Linked DNA regions of Oryctolagus cuniculus: region 2 is linked to region 1. The links are chromatin contacts, called in public Hi-C maps. All regions are on one chromosome and are shown on one strand. The core of a region is the stretch at or near the end of the contact, and the rest is flanking DNA. Distances in the headings are between cores, read along the strand shown.

Evidence for each region. A called contact is a pair of places that touch in the nucleus more often than the background predicts.
Region 2: a contact with region 1 is called in a Hi-C map of psoas muscle, with 2.0 times the contacts expected there. The contact joins two enhancer-like sites. A contact is called at or near these places in 5 of 6 Hi-C or Micro-C datasets (ear pinna, embryonic fibroblasts, psoas muscle and 2 more).

What each region holds. Positions count from the first base shown.
Region 1 is chr1:4,772,527-4,777,045 of mOryCun1.1, reverse strand. The region is part of intron 13 of KDM2A (lysine demethylase 2A); the gene reads left to right. Among named protein-coding and RNA genes, the nearest start is that of GRK2, 23 kb to the right of the region's middle. Within about 2 kb of position 2,720, at least 8 of the 8 cell types and tissues checked have an H3K27ac peak or open chromatin away from gene starts, as enhancers often do.
Region 2 is chr1:4,901,928-4,906,361 of mOryCun1.1, reverse strand. No RefSeq gene overlaps it. Among named protein-coding and RNA genes, the nearest start is that of KDM2A, 15 kb to the right of the region's middle. Within about 2 kb of position 2,736, at least 1 of the 8 cell types and tissues checked has an H3K27ac peak or open chromatin away from gene starts, as enhancers often do.

The DNA.
Region 1 (4,519 bases), core at 1,471-3,970:
ACACAAGCTTTTTGATAAATCTGCCAGTCATACTTTGGGCAAATTACTGTTTTCTTTAAAAACTGTTTCCATGGGGTTGTTATTAGAATGAATGGTAATGTTAAAAAGTACTTAATAAGCCGGAGTATTATTATAGCAAAAAAAATTAGATGTTACAGATCTATGAAATTCATTGATTGCGCTGTTATGAATAAAGCTGCCTCTGTGTGTGAGGAACCAGTAAGCACATACCCAGCTGCAGGTACTGTGTGTGATGCAGGGCACAGAGCAGACACTGAGGGAGGGGTGGCAGGGGCTGTCCTGCAAGAAGAGGCACCGTTGTAATCCACCAGCTAATAGACCTTCCTGGTAGATGATTCAGATCAGTGACCGTGCTCTGTAGTGATGTATACGTTAGGTTTTTGTCTCTCTCTGCTATAGCTATGGATCTAAATATTCACACCGTCTCCATCGCAATATGATGGGACTGAGGCAGAGAGATGGTGGCTATAGAGAGGGTGATCAGGAATTTTCTTTATCACTTTGTGGGTGAGTGTGCTACTAAGAACAACTGGTGGAAGACCCTTTTAATCAGCTATTAACTTACCAAACCAGATAAGCCTGTGCAAATGAAACTTCATTTGCAGGGTTTTTTGTTTGTTTGTTTTTAAAAGATTTATTTATTTATTTGAAGGGCAGAATTAGAGGCAGAGACGAGAGAGGTCTTCCATCTGCTGGTTCACTCCCCAAATTGCTGCAATGGCTGGAGCCATGCCGATCTGAAGCCAGGAGCCTGAAGCTTCTTCCAGGTCTCCCACATGGGTGCAGGGGCCCAAGGACTTGGGCCAGCTTCTACTGCTTTCCCAGGCCACAGCAGAGAGCTAGATCAGAAGTAGAGCAGCTAGGACTCAAACTAGCACCCATATGGGATGCCAGCACTGCAGGCGGCTGCTTTTACTCACTACATCACAGTACCGCCCCCAATTCGCAGGTTTTACTAGCAAGATATTTGTAATAATTCAGATTCTTACTGAATAGAAAGTTTTAATTAAATCATCTGAGTTTTGAGGCATGTAGAGATTAGGTTAAAATGTATGTAACTCTTTGAGATATTTTCATTGTATTCCTGTATTATGTCATATTTTTACTATTTCTTTGTTGCCTTTTATTGTGAATTAATAAGAGGGGAAAAATGAGGCTTTGTTTAAGTTGAGATCTGGGAGCTTCCTTGCAGTTTCTTAGTGCCCTTATCTGGCGGATTCTAGAATTTGCACTTGCTACAACTTGAACTTGTGTTTTGTTTTGATTCTCTTAAGTAGTTGTATTTTATCATCCCTCTGGGTTACATGGCACTGAAGACCAAAACTAACTTTTCAAAGTATGATTGTACTGGCTCTTTTAGCCTTGGTGCTAGACAGAGGTTTCAGGTTAGGATGGTCGTCCCAGCATTTCCAGGAGGGCTCAGGCGCTCCCCCTCGGGTTGGAGACTGCTACACTATCAAAGTTAGTGCTTGTCCCAACAACCAAGCCCAGGCCCCAGAAGACCTGTTAGACACCGAGTCTGTACCAGAAACTCACTGAGAGAGCTGTCCTGAAGTAAACAACATTGCTTCCAGCAGTTAGAGCCAGATATTTGTGTCAAAGTAGCATCTATAATTTCTAAAAAGGCCAAGTGGTATTTGTGAGAATCTAAGGATTACATAAATTTGAACTCAAACGTCTGCTGTGCTGCGGTTCAGTGCCATGGAAATCTCAGAGCCCCGCTGGTGTGTGCACCCCCCCTTTCTGCAGCCTGCAGAGTGTGCCGGCTGAGCCTCGCCGTGGCTGAGGGTCAGCACCTGGAGGTGTGAGCAACAAGTGTCAGTCAGGGGACTGTCTGGGCATTGAGGTGTCTGATTGGATACGAGGCTGGCTGCTTCATCTACGGAATGTGGAGAATGAGGCGGGCACAACAGACTTGAGTAGAAGTGGAAGTGCTGGAGTATGTATCTGAGTGTGGAGCCATCTGCTGGGCAGGAGAGACTGGCCAGAGTTGCGAGAAAGCCTTGTTCTGACTTCCGGCACCATGTTTAGAGGCACAAAGGCAAAGCGCTTTGACCTTGGGTTGTACTCAGCTGTGTGACTTGGTGGCTTGCTCACGAGGGAGCTGCTGAAAGATTGCTCCATAGATATTTCAGATATTGTGGTGACTGCTAGAGCCGGAGGAGGCCTCTGTTGTGTCTCGGTATTGGCTGTAATTGCTCTTTCTGAAGGTTTTTCTGGAAACACATAGCCTGGTTCTGGATTGTGGGCTGGCATTGGCGTCAGTGAGGGCAGGTGAAGCAGGCAGTGTGCCAGGAGAGAGAGGGTAACTCCGGAGGAGCTGATGCATGGCTCCTCCAGGGAGACTGGACCGTGGGCGATCCAGTGTGTTTCCTGAGAGGAGAGAGAGAAGTGTGTGTGCAATCAGCAAGAGAACACTGGCTGTAACAATAAGAGTGACCCTGAGGGGAAGGGTGTGGACTGAGACAAGGACCGACGTGGACCTGGGTGCCAGCGTGTAGCTCCCTGAATGGGTTAAAGCTTTTCCTTTCGCTGGCGCCTTCAGAAGTCTGCCAGCGGAGCCCTCCAGGGGCTGGCCCTGGGTTCTCCTATTGCGGTGGTGGTGGTGGGAGGGAGATGGGGCGGAGGCCAGCTCAGTGCCCTCCCCGGCAGGGCCTCCTCCAATCGCGAGGAAGAGAGCAGGCGCCGTGCACACCCCCGCCGGCTCTGCAGCAGAACGGCTGGGCCCTTTGCCTGGCTCGCTCGCTCGAGCTCAGCTCCCCCTCCTGCCATCTTCCGTTGCAAAGCATTTCTGGGAGCTGCATGTGGGTGACGCAGCAGCATTGTTCGCAGGCACAGGAAGCCGCGGCTGAGCTGAAGGGCTGAGAAGGAGCTCAGAGCGCTGCACGCTGCTCTCTCTGGCTGGTCGGAAAGGTTAGGGCCAGACTGCCCTGCCGTGTGTGCTCTGAGATTCCAGAATTTCCAAGTAAATCAGGATTTTGTTAGAGGCAGAAAACCTAACTCCTTCGGCACAACTTCTGATACAGAAAACAAAACAAAGACGTTGGGGAAACTTCACCCAAGAGCCTCGGCAGCTCCAGAGCGACCAGAAACACAAGGTCAGGTGGTCGGTTGGCGAACCCTTTCTGGTTTGGGGAGTGTGTTAACTGTAGGGACTTTGTCTGGCGAAGGGGCAGAAGCAGTGCCTGTGGGGCGAGTCCAGGAGAGGCGGTGTGACTTCGTGGTGCCTGAGCCGGCGCTGCACTTGTCCTCCTGTTGGGATGTGCTGCGGATGGAGTTGCTTGGCTTTCGGGAATCCTTTCCCCCTGCTGCCCAGGCGCCCTCTGTTCTGTTTCCCTTCCTGTGAGCTGTGGGGTGTGGGCCTGTGTGTGAATGCTCTCCCGAAAGCCTGGAGCCTCGGTAGGCGGCAGCCTTTCGGCACTCCACCCCCGCTCTTCCATCCCAAACCCCTCTGGTGAGGGGTGGTGGCTTCTTTATATGGTTCTGTGGGGCCTCAGCTGGAGTCTGCCTTTTCTGATGAAAGCAGGGCGTGCTTGGTTGAATGGCCCCAGCGAAAAAGGCTTGGAAGGAAATCTGCATTTCCCTCCACACCCACACTTACCCAGCCACTGAGTCCTGTGTGCGTGACCAGCTGCCCCCACCTTCCACAGTCTCTCCGCCTGCCCTGTACTGCTCCCCCAGAGGTCTTACAGGTAGATTTTTGACTGCCTTTTTTTTTTTTTAAGTGAACAGTTAAGTTCCTTTTCTACTCTCTTTAACAATCACCAGTCTTTCTGCGTTGCCTGTTTTGCTGAGAGTGGAAAGTCCCTGTTTGTGGACAGCTCAGTTCTCTCCTGCAGAGGAAATGGGCAGAGTCCTACTCCTCACAGTGCGACGTGGGGGAGGGGAGCCCTGCACTCTGCACTCCCAGCACAACATTTTGAATGGACCTGAATTTTTCACCCCAGGAAGATTAGGAGCCCATATCAGAGCCTGGTCCCACGTGGCACCACACCCCGCCTCCTCACCCCCACGCAGTGTGGCGTTAGCAGGAGGCTCCAGGATAGGGTGCCATAGCAACTTGAAGTAAATAAAACGGTCGCAGATGAAATCAGTTTGGGGGAAGGTGAGAGGCATCTGGAGACTTGGCAACAAGCATTCTTTCCCGGAGAAGCTTCTTGGGATGAGTTAGAGGGCCCCTCCGAGTCCCCACTCCAGGATCTGGAGCAGGATCCTTAGTCAGTGTTGAGTACACCAGCATAAACACAGAATGGGGAGAAGGAGTGTTAAATATGGCCTGGGCGTGCTGACTTGTATGGGATCCAAGTCTAGTTTTTGCTGAAGTAGTTACTACCCTACACACACCTAAGGCAAGTGTGAATTACCTCCCAGATTTCCATTCTCTGACTGTTGGCCTTGCCTTAGGGCTCATGAGGTCAGAGGAAGAAGGTTGGGCTTCAGAAATGTCTACATTTCATAAAGGGTTTCTTTCAAAATAACAGTCAACCGGTATGATCCA
Region 2 (4,434 bases), core at 1,487-3,986, 130 kb before region 1:
ACATCCAACACACTCCCTATACATACACACCTCTCACATACACACCATACTCCCTCACCCTCACATACCCAGTCACACACATACCTCCTACACACACCCACACATACACATACACCCACACATACACGCATACACCCTACATACACACACACGCTACACACACACATACATACACATATACCCTACACATACTCCCACACATACACACACCCCCACACATACACACACACCCTACATACACCCCCACATACACACACACCCTACACACACATACACACACACCCTACACACACACACATATACCCTACACATACTCCCACACACACACACACACACACCCTACATACACATACACACCCCCACAATACACACACACATACACACACACATACACACACCCCACATATACACATACACACACATACACACACCCCACATATACACACACCCCCTACACACACATATACCCTACACATACTCACACACACACACACCCCACACACACCCCCTACACACACACTCAGCCTTCTGTGTGCTGGTGCGGCAGGAACACAACCTCTTTTGCATGTTGAAGAGAATCCATGGAGGGGGGGGCTGGCAGCGCGGGCTTGGAGCTGTGTTTCCCGGTTCAGACCCTGGTCCTGTCTTCCTCAGCAGCTGTGTGACCCTGAGGGCAGGACCCTGGACCTCCAGCGCTTTGGAACCTTTTGAATGCTCTTCCTGGGCAGGGGGGGGGGGTGTCTAGGATCCCGCGTGAGGGGCTTGGGACAGGCTGGGTCCAGTAACAGTGAGTGCTCTAAGGGGCACCCCGGGGGTGGGCATGTGGCCTGGCGCGCAAGTTCCCACAGCAGAAACAAAAAAGGACATATGGACTACTGGAGGGGGCCAGGTCGGCGCTGCGGGGTTGGCACGGGTGGAGGGGGGTCGAAGACGCCAGGATCTGGGCCTACACGCACCCTCCACCTTCCCTCCAGACTCTGTGGGGGGCCCAGCTGGCTGCCTCCCCGTGGCTGGCACCTCCTGGGGTGCGACCTTGGCCTTCCTCTACCACAAGGTCAGTCTTGAACCTGGTGACTTCGTGGAGGCGGGCACTCGGATCCCACATCATTCCCTCTTCTCTAGTGCCTGCTGCGTCCTGCTCTGGTTCTCTCAGGGGACCTGGGGGACGGCCCAGTGCACTCTGGAGCCCTGGGCGTGGTGCTCCGGCCCGGGGTGCTGCGGGAGGCTAGCTCTGACTGCGTGTGTGGCAGTGACCACGCTGGGGAGCACGCTCGGGAATGCAGCCTCTATGGGTGCTTCTCTTCCTTACCTCCCTAGTCTCCCGTGGGTAACTCCTGGGGCCACTGCCCAAACACATGGTTTGCTCTGGGACCCCTGTCTCGGGACAGCATGCTTGCTTGCCTGCACTGAGACCAGGGCCTGCCGTTTGGGTCTCTCTTTAACCAGCCCCTGGCCCAGGGCACACTCCTCTGCGGAGCCCACATCTTTGTGAGCTCTGATTTAGTCAGAGTTCTCGGTGGAAAGCAACAGAAAATGACTCCAGTTAACCAAAAGAGAGAAGCGAATGGAAGTGTGTGCCTGTGCCAGCGTGTGCATGAGTCTGTGTGCACCTGTGTATGCGTATCTGTGTGTGTGAGTGTGTGTGTGTGTGTGTGCATGAGTCTGTGTGCACCTGTGTATGCGTATCTGTGTGTGTATGTGAGTGTGTGTGTGCATGAGTCTGTGTGCACCTGTGTATGCGTATCTGTGTGTGTGTGTGTGTGCATGAGTCTGTGTGCACCTGTGTATGCGTATCTGTGTGTGTATGTGAGTGTGTGTGTGTGCATGAGTCTGTGTGCACCTGTGTATGCGTATCTGTGTGTGTGTGAGTGTGTGTGTGTGTGCATGAGTCTCTGTGTGTTGTGTGGTGGTAGTGTTAGAGGTGGCTCCCCAGATTGATTGGGGCTGGGGGACCAGGAAGCCAGGCCCCCTCCTGATGGCATCACAGGACAGAATGATTGGCAGCTGGGTACGCCCTCCAGCTTTTCGCATTTCCAGGTGTCAGCATCGCAAAGCCTGCCAGTCAAGCTCAAGTCTAGCCAAGGAGCCCTTCAGCTTCGGCAGGCCCCCCCGACCACCTGGGGGGCATCCCCAAGAGAGCAACTGTGTTGGCCGGCACCGTGGCTCACTAGGCTAATCCTCCACCTGCGGTGCCGGCACACCGGGTTCTAGTCCCGGTCGGGGCACCGGATTCTGTCCCGGTTGTTCCTCTTCCAGTCCAGCTCTCTGCTGTGACCCGGTAAGGCAGTGGAGGATGGCCCAGGTGCTTAAGCCTTGCACCTGCATGGGAGACCAGGAGGAAGTACCTGGCCCCTGGCTTCGGATCGGCGCAGCGAGCCGGCCGTAGTGGCCATTTGAGGGGTGAACCAACGGTAAACGAAGACCTTTCTCTCTGTCTCTCTCTAACTGCCTGTCAAAAAAAAAAAAAAAAAAAAAAAAAAGAGAGAGAGAGAGAGAGAGAGCAACTGTGTCTCTGCAGGAACAACCCAGCTGAGCAGGGCTGCAAGGGCTCACCAGGAAACGCAGACATCTCCCAGTTCCTTCTCTGCTGGCCCTAGGGCAGAGCTGAGGCCGTTCGAGTTCCATCTTCCTCACGCCGGCCCTCTGCCAAGCACCGTGCCCCCTCTGCCCCACTTGGATCCCTCCCAATCCTCCACCGGCGTCTCGCTCCAGTTTGACCTTCAGTTCCTGCCCATCGTCCCCTCCCCCCCAGGCATCTGGCACCACAGCTGCCTGCCAGGTGCCCAGGGCTGGGGCTAAAACTGCACCTCCCATCTGCTGCCAAGAGCGTGGAACACTGCACTTTGCAGCGCCCGCCTCTCCCACCCTGGGCTCTAGCTCACGGCCGGCTCCTTCTCCCTCCCCCTCCAAGTTTGAGTCTTTGCCTACAACATCCTCCTCCAATAGTCACTTTTGCAAATTCCATCCCCCCCTTTTTTTAAAAAAAGATTTATTTATTTTAAATAAAAATAAAACAGAGAGAGAGAGAGAGAGGGATGGAAATGTGGGTGCAGGGGCCCAAGGACCCGGGGCATCTTCTGCTGCTTTCCCCAGCACACCAGCAGGGAGCTGAATCTGAAGTAGAACAGCTGGGACTCGAGACAGCACTGCTAGCACTGCAGACAGAGGCTTAACCTTCTATGCCACAGTGTGGTAACCCCCCCCCCCCCAGTGATTTATTTATTTGAATACACACACACACACACACACACACACAGATCTTCCATCCAGTGGTCCAGTGGTTCACTCCCAAATGACAGCAACACCCAGGGCTGGGATTGGGCGAAGCTAAAGCCAGGAGCCAGAGCTCCATCCATGGGTGGGCGGCAGTTCCCAGGAGCATTGGCAGGAAGCTGGATTGGAAGCGGAATATCCCGGACTCAAACCCGCACTCTGAGATGCAATGTGGGCATCCCGGGCTATGTGCCTGGTTCACTCCCCAGATGGCTGCATGGCCCACTGCACAACACCAGCCCCAGGCAAGCCCTTTTTGTAGCAATGTTTTTTTCTTTTGACAGGCAGAGTGGACAGTGAGAGAGAAGAGACAGACAGAAAGGTCTTCCTTTTGCTGTTGGTTCACCCTCCAATGGCCGCCACGGCCGGCACGCTGATCCAAAGCGAGGAGCCAGGTGCTTCTCCTGGTCTCCCATGCGAGTGCAGGGCCCAAGGACCTGGGCCATCCTCCACTGCACTCCCGGGCTGGCCTGGAAGAGGGGCGACTGGGACTAGAACCTGGTGTGCCGGCGCCGCAGGCGGAGGATTAGCCTAGTGAGCCAAGGCGCCAGCCTGTAGCAATGTTAATCTGTTCACAACCTAAACCCCTCCCATTAGGCCCCAGGTCCCCAGACTCTTGCATAGGTTGTTAAATTTTTCCAAGACATGAACTGGAGGGAATATGTTCGGTTCATCACAACTCCCGGAAACATTCGCGAGGTTTTCAAGTATAAAACTCCCCCACCTCCTGCACCCGCATCCTGAGGTGTCGGGCGCACTGTGGCACCTGGGCAGGCAGCGGATGATGACCCAGCTGCCTGGGTCCCTGCTACCCAGGTGGGAGACCCGGACGGAACTCCCGGCTCCTGGCTCCAGCCTGGTGCAGTCATTTACAAAGAGAGTGAGCCACTGGATGGAAGCTCTCCCTTTCTGTCCCTCCCTCTCTCTGATGCTCTTCATTTCAAATACATAAACCTTAAAAAAAAAAAAAAAAAGGTCTCTCTGTGCTGGGCCCCCGGGCAATCGCTCCCCGTTGTTCCCTCCCCAGGCGTTCCCTCCCCAGGCGTTCTCTGAGCTGAAGCTCCTCTCTGGGCCAGCCTACCCTCCGGGCGCCTCTGCTCCACCTCCTATCCCTTGGTTCCAGTTTCTAGTTTAAAGGCCTGTCTGTTGACCAACACCTTC